Regions from separate parts of the Danio rerio genome. Here region 1 is linked to region 2. The links are chromatin contacts, called in public Hi-C maps. All regions are on one chromosome and are shown on one strand. Each heading gives the region's core, a stretch centred on a gene start, on an enhancer-like site or on the middle of the called end of the contact. The rest is flanking DNA. Distances are from core to core; before and after follow the strand shown.

What was found. Hi-C and Micro-C count contacts between places; a contact is called where the count stands out from the background.
Region 1: a contact with region 2 is called in a Hi-C map of embryo, with 2.3 times the contacts expected there. The contact joins the promoter of f13a1a.1 here to the enhancer-like site in region 2. A contact is called at or near these places in 2 of 18 Hi-C or Micro-C datasets (caudal fin and embryo) and 1 of 4 datasets of contacts at active chromatin or transcription factors (caudal fin).

What each region holds. Positions count from the first base shown.
Region 1 is chr24:2,582,818-2,587,630 of GRCz12tu, reverse strand. It overlaps f13a1a.1 (coagulation factor XIII, A1 polypeptide a, tandem duplicate 1), which reads right to left and starts at 2,130. Exons shown (of 15, transcript NM_001076711.2): 1 at 2,081-2,130.
Region 2 is chr24:2,430,789-2,435,857 of GRCz12tu, reverse strand. It overlaps znf271 (zinc finger protein 271), which reads right to left. Exons shown (of 13, transcript XM_073941365.1): 13 at 1,783-5,069. Among named protein-coding and RNA genes, the nearest start is that of znf271, 31 kb to the right of the region's middle. Within about 2 kb of position 3,622, at least 4 of the 62 cell types and tissues checked have an H3K27ac peak or open chromatin away from gene starts, as enhancers often do.

The DNA of each region.
Region 1 (4,813 bases), core at 881-3,380, 150 kb before region 2:
CCGGTACTCTCTTTTAAAACAAGGGTTCTCAGAGATTAGAAGAACTGTTTTCGTTTCTTTGAATAACTTTTTTTTTCTCAGTATGGAGAACATTTAAATGATCTAAAGAACCTTTTCTAATTTAAAGAACTTCTTTGTTTAACAAAAATTTTAAAAGAATGCTTTATATAAAAAACATAAAATAAAAAAAACAAATATTAAAAATATATATTTAATTTGTCATTATATAACCTGTAACTTTTATCTTTGTGCGTTTATTGGTAACTCGTTTAGTATTTAGGCACTAGAATCTAATGAATGAGTGTTCATTAGTATCTAAAAAAAGAACTAGTGTCTAATGAGTTAGCACTAATAAATATATTTTTTAAAATAGTAGTATGTAAAGAGTACACAACCTGACAAAAGTCTTGTCCCCTACCCAAGTTTAAGGAAAAGCAAATAATACTGACTTCTAGTTGATCATTTGGTATCAGAAGTGGCTTATATGAAAGGCAAAGGCCTCTAGATTACGCTTATTTGACCAAAATAAAATCTAATCATGCTTTGATTTTTAATGATTACATTAGGACAGTAAGGTCTGACTTTGCTTAGACAAAAGTCTCGTCACTGAACAGAAATAATGTCCAGTATAAATTATAAAGTCCTGCTGCAGTGGAGACAGAATGAATATTGTGTCTGACTCCATCATGAGCTTGGAGGACTGCATCCATACATCTCTGCAATCACTTATCAATAAAGTCATCTGGAATGGCAAAGAAAGCGTTCTTGCAGGACTCCCAGAGTTCATCCAGATTCTTTGAACTATTTTTCAATACCTCCTTCTTCATCTTACCCCAGACATGCTCAATAATGTTTATGTCTGGTGACTGGGCTGGCCAAATCTGGAGCACCTTTTTTAACATTCTATTGTACAGCAGAAACTATTCATCATGTATTTTTATCTGTAACACCTTGTAAATTATTTGTCAAAATATTTGCAGTCATTGGAGTATAAGTAGAGTTTGTTTTTTGGACGGATCTCTGTCAGACATTCTACTACAGTATATGCATTTACGATATGTCAGTATTCTGGACACTCTACCATAATGAATATATTTGCAAATGCATTCATTTAAATTTAACAGTCTAATAATAGTGCACACATTTTCCAAAAAGAGTTATTTATTAGTTCTTAAATTTTTTTTATCAATATACTTTATTAATTCTTATACATTTCTTCACTTCTTTTCTTTGTTAATTCTAATTTCCAATAATAGTAAATTTTTCTAATTCCTATAATACTCTATTACAATTAGAATTTTTGGTCCCACTTTATATTAAGTGTCCTTAACTACTAAGTACTTACATTAAAAAAAATAAATACAATGTACTTACTGTGTTTATAATGTATAATGTGTAAGGTGTAAGGGATGCTCAACAGTGTATTTACAAATGTAATTACAAAAGGTAATTACAGATGTAATTAAATACATGTATTTATTCAAGCATAGTACACAGTAAATACATGTATTTACACAATAAGTACATTGTGACAAACTAATAATTCATGTGTAAGTACATATTAGTTAAGGCCACTTAATAGAAAGTGGGACCGAATTTTTAAATAGTAATCTTTAATAGAGTATTTTCAGAAATCAATTAATTTATTTTACTTAACCTAACAGTCCAATAATAGGGCACTAATTTTATAATAAGAGTAGATTGAGTTGTATTTGCATGTATATATTTAAAGGCGATTAGTTGACTTTGAAAATTAGTAAACTTGTTGCCTTAAAATTATTAGGTAAATATGTGCATAAGTGTAAAAAATAAGCTAATTTTACAGTTCCAAATTACTCACTTTTTTAACTTGTAGCTTTTAATTCAATGGGTTTACTCACATATTTATATATAGTGACTAATTGCTTTTTTTTAGTCGACACAACATAGAAAGACCATCAAAACAAGTGTAACTTTCTGTATTTCAGACGAGCACTTGAACTCATGGAATATCAGAGAAAAGTATTAAAGCAATAACGTCTGAAAGCCAAGCGGAGAAAGTTTAAGTTGAATAAAGAGTCATTAAAAGTGCTGAACTCACGGTCTGTGTGTCAGAGTAGATGGTCTGCTGAGGAAGCTCCAGGCAGATGTGCTCATCAGGAGCTTCATGCTGATTAATAAAGGCTCAGGACTTCCTCTTTTACTAAAGAGAAAAACAAAGACCTTCGTGAACCAAAAGATCAGGTCAGTCTGACACACAAATCTGTGACCCTCTGATTCCTGATGACCACAGCGAACTCAAGACTGTCACGTAGATGTGATTATTACATTCATGTATGATAACAACCCCCTATGGTTTAAAATTAGTAAAAGATATGAAGTGTATTGAACAGTCCCAGCAATAATGAGATTGATAATCATTGCATTTTAAGATGAATTGAGGTATAAACACTTGCTAACATTATTAATTAATACATGACCTTGTGATGCTTTATGTGTAATTTCTTCATCAGACAACAACTGTTGGTTAAAATGATAAACTTTATCAATCTTAAAGCTTGATGTTTTATTATATAAGCCCTAGTAGACACCAGCATATTATGTTTTCATATATGTTTTTTCCCCATATAGATATAGGCGGGCCTATATCCTCCACTTATAATGAAATGCATTTAAAATTTAAATAATTAAAATGTATAACTATAAATAAATTTATATAATAAATAATTATATATAATTAAAATAAATAAAAATTTATTAAACATTCAGACAATTAATGAGCTCAATTTTTTTTATCTATTCATATATTTATTTATATATTTATTTATTTATTTATTTATTATATTATTTTATTATATTATTTATTATATATTTATTATATATGTTTTTTATTTATTTGTTAATTTATTAATTCACACACACACACACACATATATATATATATATATATATATATATATAGTTATAGTTATTTATATATTATTTATTTGTTTATTTATTTATTTGTTTTTTTTCTTATATATATATTTTATATATTATATTAATATATATTATATATTATTTATTTTTATTAGGTCTCCTAATCAATTGTATACTTACACAAAAACAAAACAAAACAAGAGATTAATTGTTATTTTAAGATTTATGGCCTGATTCTGTTTAGCGATAGGTTTAGCTGCTAGGTAACTTTAAAGATTGCTCACATAAAAAAAAATAATAGTAATTTATAATAATAAAGTGTTTGTGAACCGTGCTATTGTAAATCAAATTATACTCTGAGGAGATGTTTAGGGCATGCGTAAGACCCCTGCAATTTACAGAAAGGCTCGCATCTGAAGTGTTTACTGCAGCATTTGTTCATGTGTTATGGTTAGAGACTGATTTACTTATAACCTTAAGGATTGGTTAAGGTTAGGCCAATGCTATCTCACTCCAATTCATAACTTTTTCATTTAGGTTTGTAATTCGTATGATTTTGTACGATCAAATTTTTAGTAAGAGTTTTTCGTCTTTTAGGGCTTTGGGGTTTTGTGCCGCGCCTTCTTTTAAATAAACATTTTCGGTCACACTTTACAATAAGATTCATTAGTTAATGTTAATGAATGCATTTACTAACATGAACAAATAATGAACAGTACATTTACTACTGTATTTGTTCATGTTAGTTAACGTTAGTTAATGAAAATACAGTAGTTCATTGTTAGTTCATGTTAACTCATGGTGCATTAACTAATGTTAACAAGCATGGACTTGGATGTTAATAATGCATTAGTAAATGTTCAATTATGATTAATAAATGCTGTACGTTTGTTGTTCATGATTAGTTAATGTTAGTAAATGCATTAACTAATGAACCTTATTGTAAAGTGTTACCACATTTTCGTACACCTGAACTCGAATGAATGGCCACTAAACTGACAAAACATTAAATAGTTATGCTTTCTCAGGAGATTGGGCTGGTTAGGCACAGGTTTAGTGGTGTGGGTAGCTTTAAGAGTTGTCTACAGTCAGAGAAAGGATTAATGGAATTGGTATGTTTTATAATTTATCTGCTGATTAAGGTTAGAGACAAGTTGATGTAGCACTAAAAGAATGATTCAAACCATGGATTAAAACAACTCTAAACTCGACCTTTAACTTTACATAGTATAAATTATAACTCATTGTTGTAGAGTTATATTACATAAAGGCATCTTGCCATGTTGAATATCAGGAAGTGCCTCAGCGGTCATGTCAATAAAGCTTTGCTGGAAAATACAGGGAAATTAAACTTGTGACATTTTCAGTTTGACCCAAAAAGTCAGCTTGGACCTTGTTCCTTGTTTATCAATTTCAATTTAAAAGGCGTCTTTTGAGGAATTGAAACAAAAAACAGGTTTGCAAAATCAAATAAAAGTAACACTTGAGTTTGGTAACCTCCAGTGATAAGCTGGAGATCTGAAAGTTTAAAACAATTGCTTTGGGGATTCAATTTTGAAGTTAAGGCAAGGCAAGTTTATTTATACAGCAAAAGATGGAGCCATTTACTGTTCTCATCCCTACTTGAGTCACAGATAATGTTGATTAAGATTATTATTCAGTTAGCACTGCTGCCTCACAGCTAGAAGGTCGCTGGTTCGAGTCCCAGCTGGGCCAGTTGGCGTTTCTGTGTGAAGATTCCATGTTCTCCCCGTGTTGGCGGAGGTTTCCTGGTGCTCCAGTTTCCCCCCACAGTCCAAACACATACGCTATAGGTGAATTGAATAAGCTAAATTGGCCATAGTGTACTTGTGTGTGTGAATTTGAGAGTGTATGGGTGTTTTCCAGTACTGGGTTGCAGCTCAAAAACGTAAAA
Region 2 (5,069 bases), core at 2,373-4,872:
CTGCTGTGGCGGCCTCTAAAATAGAGACTAAGAAGGAAAATCTGTGAATGATTTCTGGGGAAACATTGTGCAATTCAGAGTGTGCTCCACACAGGTGAGTGGGCTTGAGAAACCACCTGTAGGACACACACTCTCCTAAAAAACTAGCCAACTTGTCAAAGCATTTATATACTGGAGCTTATTTTACCATCACTTAAAGAATTCAATTAATGAATAAATGTGGGTAGCATGGTGGCTCAGTGGTGAGCACTGTCACCAGACAGCAAGAAGGTCGCTGGTTCGAGTTCAGGCTGGGTCAGTTGGCATTTCTGTATAGTTTGCATGTTCTCCCTGTGTTGGTGTGGGTTAACTCCCGGTGTCCGGTTTCCCCCACAGTCCCAACACATGCGCTATAGGTCAATTGGTTAAACTAAAAAGGCCACAGTGTGTATGTGAGAGAGTGTATGGATGTCTCCCAGTACTGGGTTGCAGCTGGAAGGGCATCCGCTGTGTAAAACATATGCTGGAATAGTTGTCGGTTCATTCTGCTGTGGCGCTCCCTAATAATTAAGTGACTAAGCTGAAGGAAAATGAATGTTTTGTGCACTTACTGTACTACTTGTTGTCAAGTGGACTAGATTAGTCTACTAGTGGTATGTGGGCTTTCTTCTAGTCCATGGGTGGGCAAACTCGGTCCTGCACAGTTTAGCTCCAACTCCAATCAAACAAACCTGCTTTTATATATATATATATATATATATATATATATATATATATATATATATATATATATATATATATATATATAAAATGATTAGCATGTTCAGGTGTGTTTGATTAGTGTTGGAGCAAATACCGGCCCCCCAGGACAGAGTCGCCCACTCCTGTTCTAGTGGTACGCGGATGAATCAAATATGTCATATACAATGTTTCACAAATGATTTAAATATGAATATGGTGACATAGATAATTGATAAACATATTTAAAAAAAGATTTACTTTTTTAAGAACAGTAACCTATCATTTTTAACTTTAAAAGCACATTTTTAATTTTAAATGTTGATAATTTTTTACATATAAGCACAGTACAGGATTAATGTTCAAACTATTTATAATGTTTAAAGAGGCTGACAATAATATTCTTCATACGAGGAATGAATCTGCCTCGTTTTTGAACTGTATAGAGCGGTAGCTGCTTTACCGGGCACACTACTGCTACTGTATTCCAATACTGCTCATTATGGTGGTACTTTGAGAGACGATTGTTTTTCTGAGGTGGTACTTGATGAAAAAAGTTTAAGACCTACTGGACTAGATAATGGTATGAACTTGTGTATCAAGATGTCGCATTTTAAGCCATTTCAGCTTTCTCGTGTGACCTACAGACAGTAAGTTGCTTCTCTTGTGTACTTTGCATTGATTTGCACTTCATTTCCCACCCATTTAGAACTGTTTGTTTGGTTTTGATCATGTTTTCTCCTTGTTTAGTGGAGTATTTTGAAATGTTGCATTGATGCTCTTCATATTTTGATCATGCATATTGCCAGTGTCCTGACATTTCATCCTACTCCTCAGATTATGCTACCAACACTGTATTTGAATAGTTCTGAGGTTGGGGTTAGGGCGATATTACAGCTTCATATCACAATAAAAATTACACTGGTGGCAAAATCTAATAGGTAGCATATTGTGTCAGCAATATGTTCTACCTACTTTTTGAATGGGAGGTAGGGCAATCCGATGAGGTAGGACAAATCGACAGAACACCAGACCTCGAGACTGACGGACAATCAGCCAATCACACCGTGTTTTAGATTGTTTACTGGTGAACCTACAATATTCCCATCTATTATGAGACGCCATGTGTTCAAACAAACAAAAGCATTGGTGTCAGAGTAACACTGTAATAGTAATGAAATGATTCGGTGCTTGTTGCATATTCACATGCCTTAAAAAGCAGATGTGGCGAAAATACTATGGTAAATACTACAGTGTTTCTGAACCATACAATAGTAAAGTACTTGAATTAATATGTTTTGGTAACTTTATAGTGGTAACACAATCACTACAGTTATATAAACAGGTGACCCAATAACTAGCCATAGACCATTTCAATGTGTTTATGTCATTGGTCCATGAACATTTCCAGCTTGTTATTAAACTATTTAATAACTAACAAGAGGCAATTTAATCATAACTTAATGGTAAAACAGCTGTCATAATGCTATTTATCAATATGTGGTTCCTTCTGAATTCTCAGATCCTACAGAAATTAAAATTTTGAAACAGGAAATATGTTAGGACCATTGTTTTTGTTTACATCCCTCAAAATGATCAATAGGAAGGGTGTATATATTACAATTCACCACAGTTTACTCTAGTGTAAACATTTAGAAGCTCACTACTGCAGCATTCATAACAAAGAGTTATAGATGCTATACAATTTAATACACTTTACTATAGTATGGTTTAAAGAAACTGCAATATTTACTGTTTTCATGGGGGTTACCAAAAAAATCTTGAAACATATTAAATGCAGCTGTGAACACAAAGTAAATCTAAAGAGCAGGGAATGCATAAAATAACAATCACACATATTTAGTAGCTAAATCACACAGAAATGTAGAATAATAGTTGAGTTCTTCTGCTTGAGGAGAGTCCTGCAGAGTTGAGCTTTAATCATGATTAAACACACCTGGAGGAGATGATCCAGACCTTCAGACTCAATACACACACTTCCATGCAGGCGTTTGGAGCTGAACTCTAGGATATCAGTATATCTTTGATACAAACACTAATAATCAACCTAATCTAAAAGTCTTCGGGATTACTTGGAACCTATAGAGGAGTTTGATGAGGACTGGAACTGAAGTCTGCAGCCTAGAGTCACACAATCGTCTACCTGATGGAAACTCTACTCCCAGTAGGTGCCACGGCTACTTTCTACTAACAGTTTGGTCAAAATCATACAGTTTATGTACAGTTGAAGACTAAAATGAGTGTGGAATTTTAATTATTTTAAATAATTATTTTCCAAAGTAATGTTTAACAAAGTATTTTTCACAGTATTTACTTTTTTTTCCTGGAGAAAGTACAATTTCTTTTAGTTTGGGTGGAATAAATAAAAATAAAAATTGAAAAATATGTTAAAACTCCTGTGGTCAATATTGTTAGCCCCTTTTTACGATTGGCCACACAACCCTGCCATTGAATTGCACTGTAAGCTAAATACTAGTGTCATAGAGAAATATGAACGTACTGTCATCATGGCAAAGACAAAACATCTGATCTTAATTAATTGGGATTATTATGCTAGCTTTTGTGTTTGTAAAGAAAAATAGGAGTCATTCTGTATCTCAAATCGTCCCTTGTAGCCTAGCCTCATTCACTATTCCCTACATTAGTCCACTTGAACGAGTGTATCTGCGCACTTTTGTTTGTTTTGCTGCTCTCTCAGAGGGATTGTATTGTAAACTTCCAGGTCAAAACATGTGATAGTTATTCAACACGTAGCCTGCTGTCTATCAACAATGAAACACAAACTTATCGTGTATACAAACGTTGCTTTGAATAATATTGGATTTTTAAACTTACTCTGACAGCATCGCGCTTTAGACGCCATCTTGTGGTCAGACGCGGACGTTAATTTGGCGCGAACTCTCGCAGTGCATTCTAGATAAACATTTTTAGCTGTCGAGTGTACTTACTGTGCATTGTGGGATTGATTTAATGCACTTTAAATTGTCCTCTATGATTTTGGACACGAGTAGAAATCTCTGCTAACTTAAATAGTACATTATTTGAGAGGTATGGTGAATCGATTTTGGATACAGACTCAATTTCAAAGTTCACTACCATGTGGTGTCCTTTTATAAATTATCTTCAAAACCATGTATAACTGCTTTGACATAACCATATATTTTCTGGGATTGTTTATTTTTTTCTGTACTCATTTTCTCCTTACTCATAAGTACACAATCACAGGCCCGTAGCCAGCCTGGTTAAAAGGGTGGTTCTTTTTTCTCAAAATGTGTACTTTTTTTTTGCAGTTATTCACCTCATTTTTTTATTAATTATGATGTTTAAATACTCCAATAAGTGGAATTTTAAGCACTATTTTAGTTGGATTAGCTTGTTCACGATTTTCTTCTAGCCTCTCTTGAAAATTCATCCAACAACAACAGCTTAATTAGTATAAACAGCACATGTCAGTCTAAGGCACTTGTAAAATGTGGAAAAAATATTAAAAAGCATTCACTGACATGGCTATTTCTTAAAACTGTGCCTACACAAGTTTTGATACCACTTGACTTCATCAGGGTAACCTGATGTAGCCACAGTTTTAAGGAACAGCCGTGTCAATAAAGGCTTTTTATTATTTTTTCCACATTTTTTGAGTGCCTTGGACTGATTTTGATGTTTTTTCTGATGAATCCCTTACACAAAGAGCACCGACACATTATTTAAGCTACCCCTGAAAACTTTGATTGTGGATTTTTATACTAATTAGTATTAAAATTAACTTTAATAGGCTGCTTTTGGTGCCTCAGACCTTTTTATAGTTTTTTTTTCTTTCAAGAATAAGGTTCAAGATTTAAAATTAAAGTTAGGTTACTTAGAAAACAACAGTCGGTCAATAGTGAAAGTTGACTTCACTTATGTCATATTGTGCGTTTTCTTAAAACCTTTGATGGGTTATTTCCACAATTTATGATGACATAGCAGTCACAATAGTTCAAATGAGAATACAGTGGCAAAAATTCTGGACCAATGACAAATACTGAACCTATGTCAGTGGGTGGGTAGTTCTTTTAAACCACCCGAACCACCCCCTGCCTACGAGCCAGAATCATGTATGTTATGGTAAAATATGCTTTAATGCAATATAAATACTGTTCATTTACTTGCGTAGAGGTTTATATATATATAAATATATATTGTTTATATGTTAATTTTGGTAATAATATTGAGCAATTTGCAACTGTTAATATGATTTATGAACAATACGCTTTGTAAAGTAATATTTGCTGTCTTTTAGTAGATGCAAGACTTGCTTTGTTTACCAAACAAGTGGTTCTAATTGAATTTGC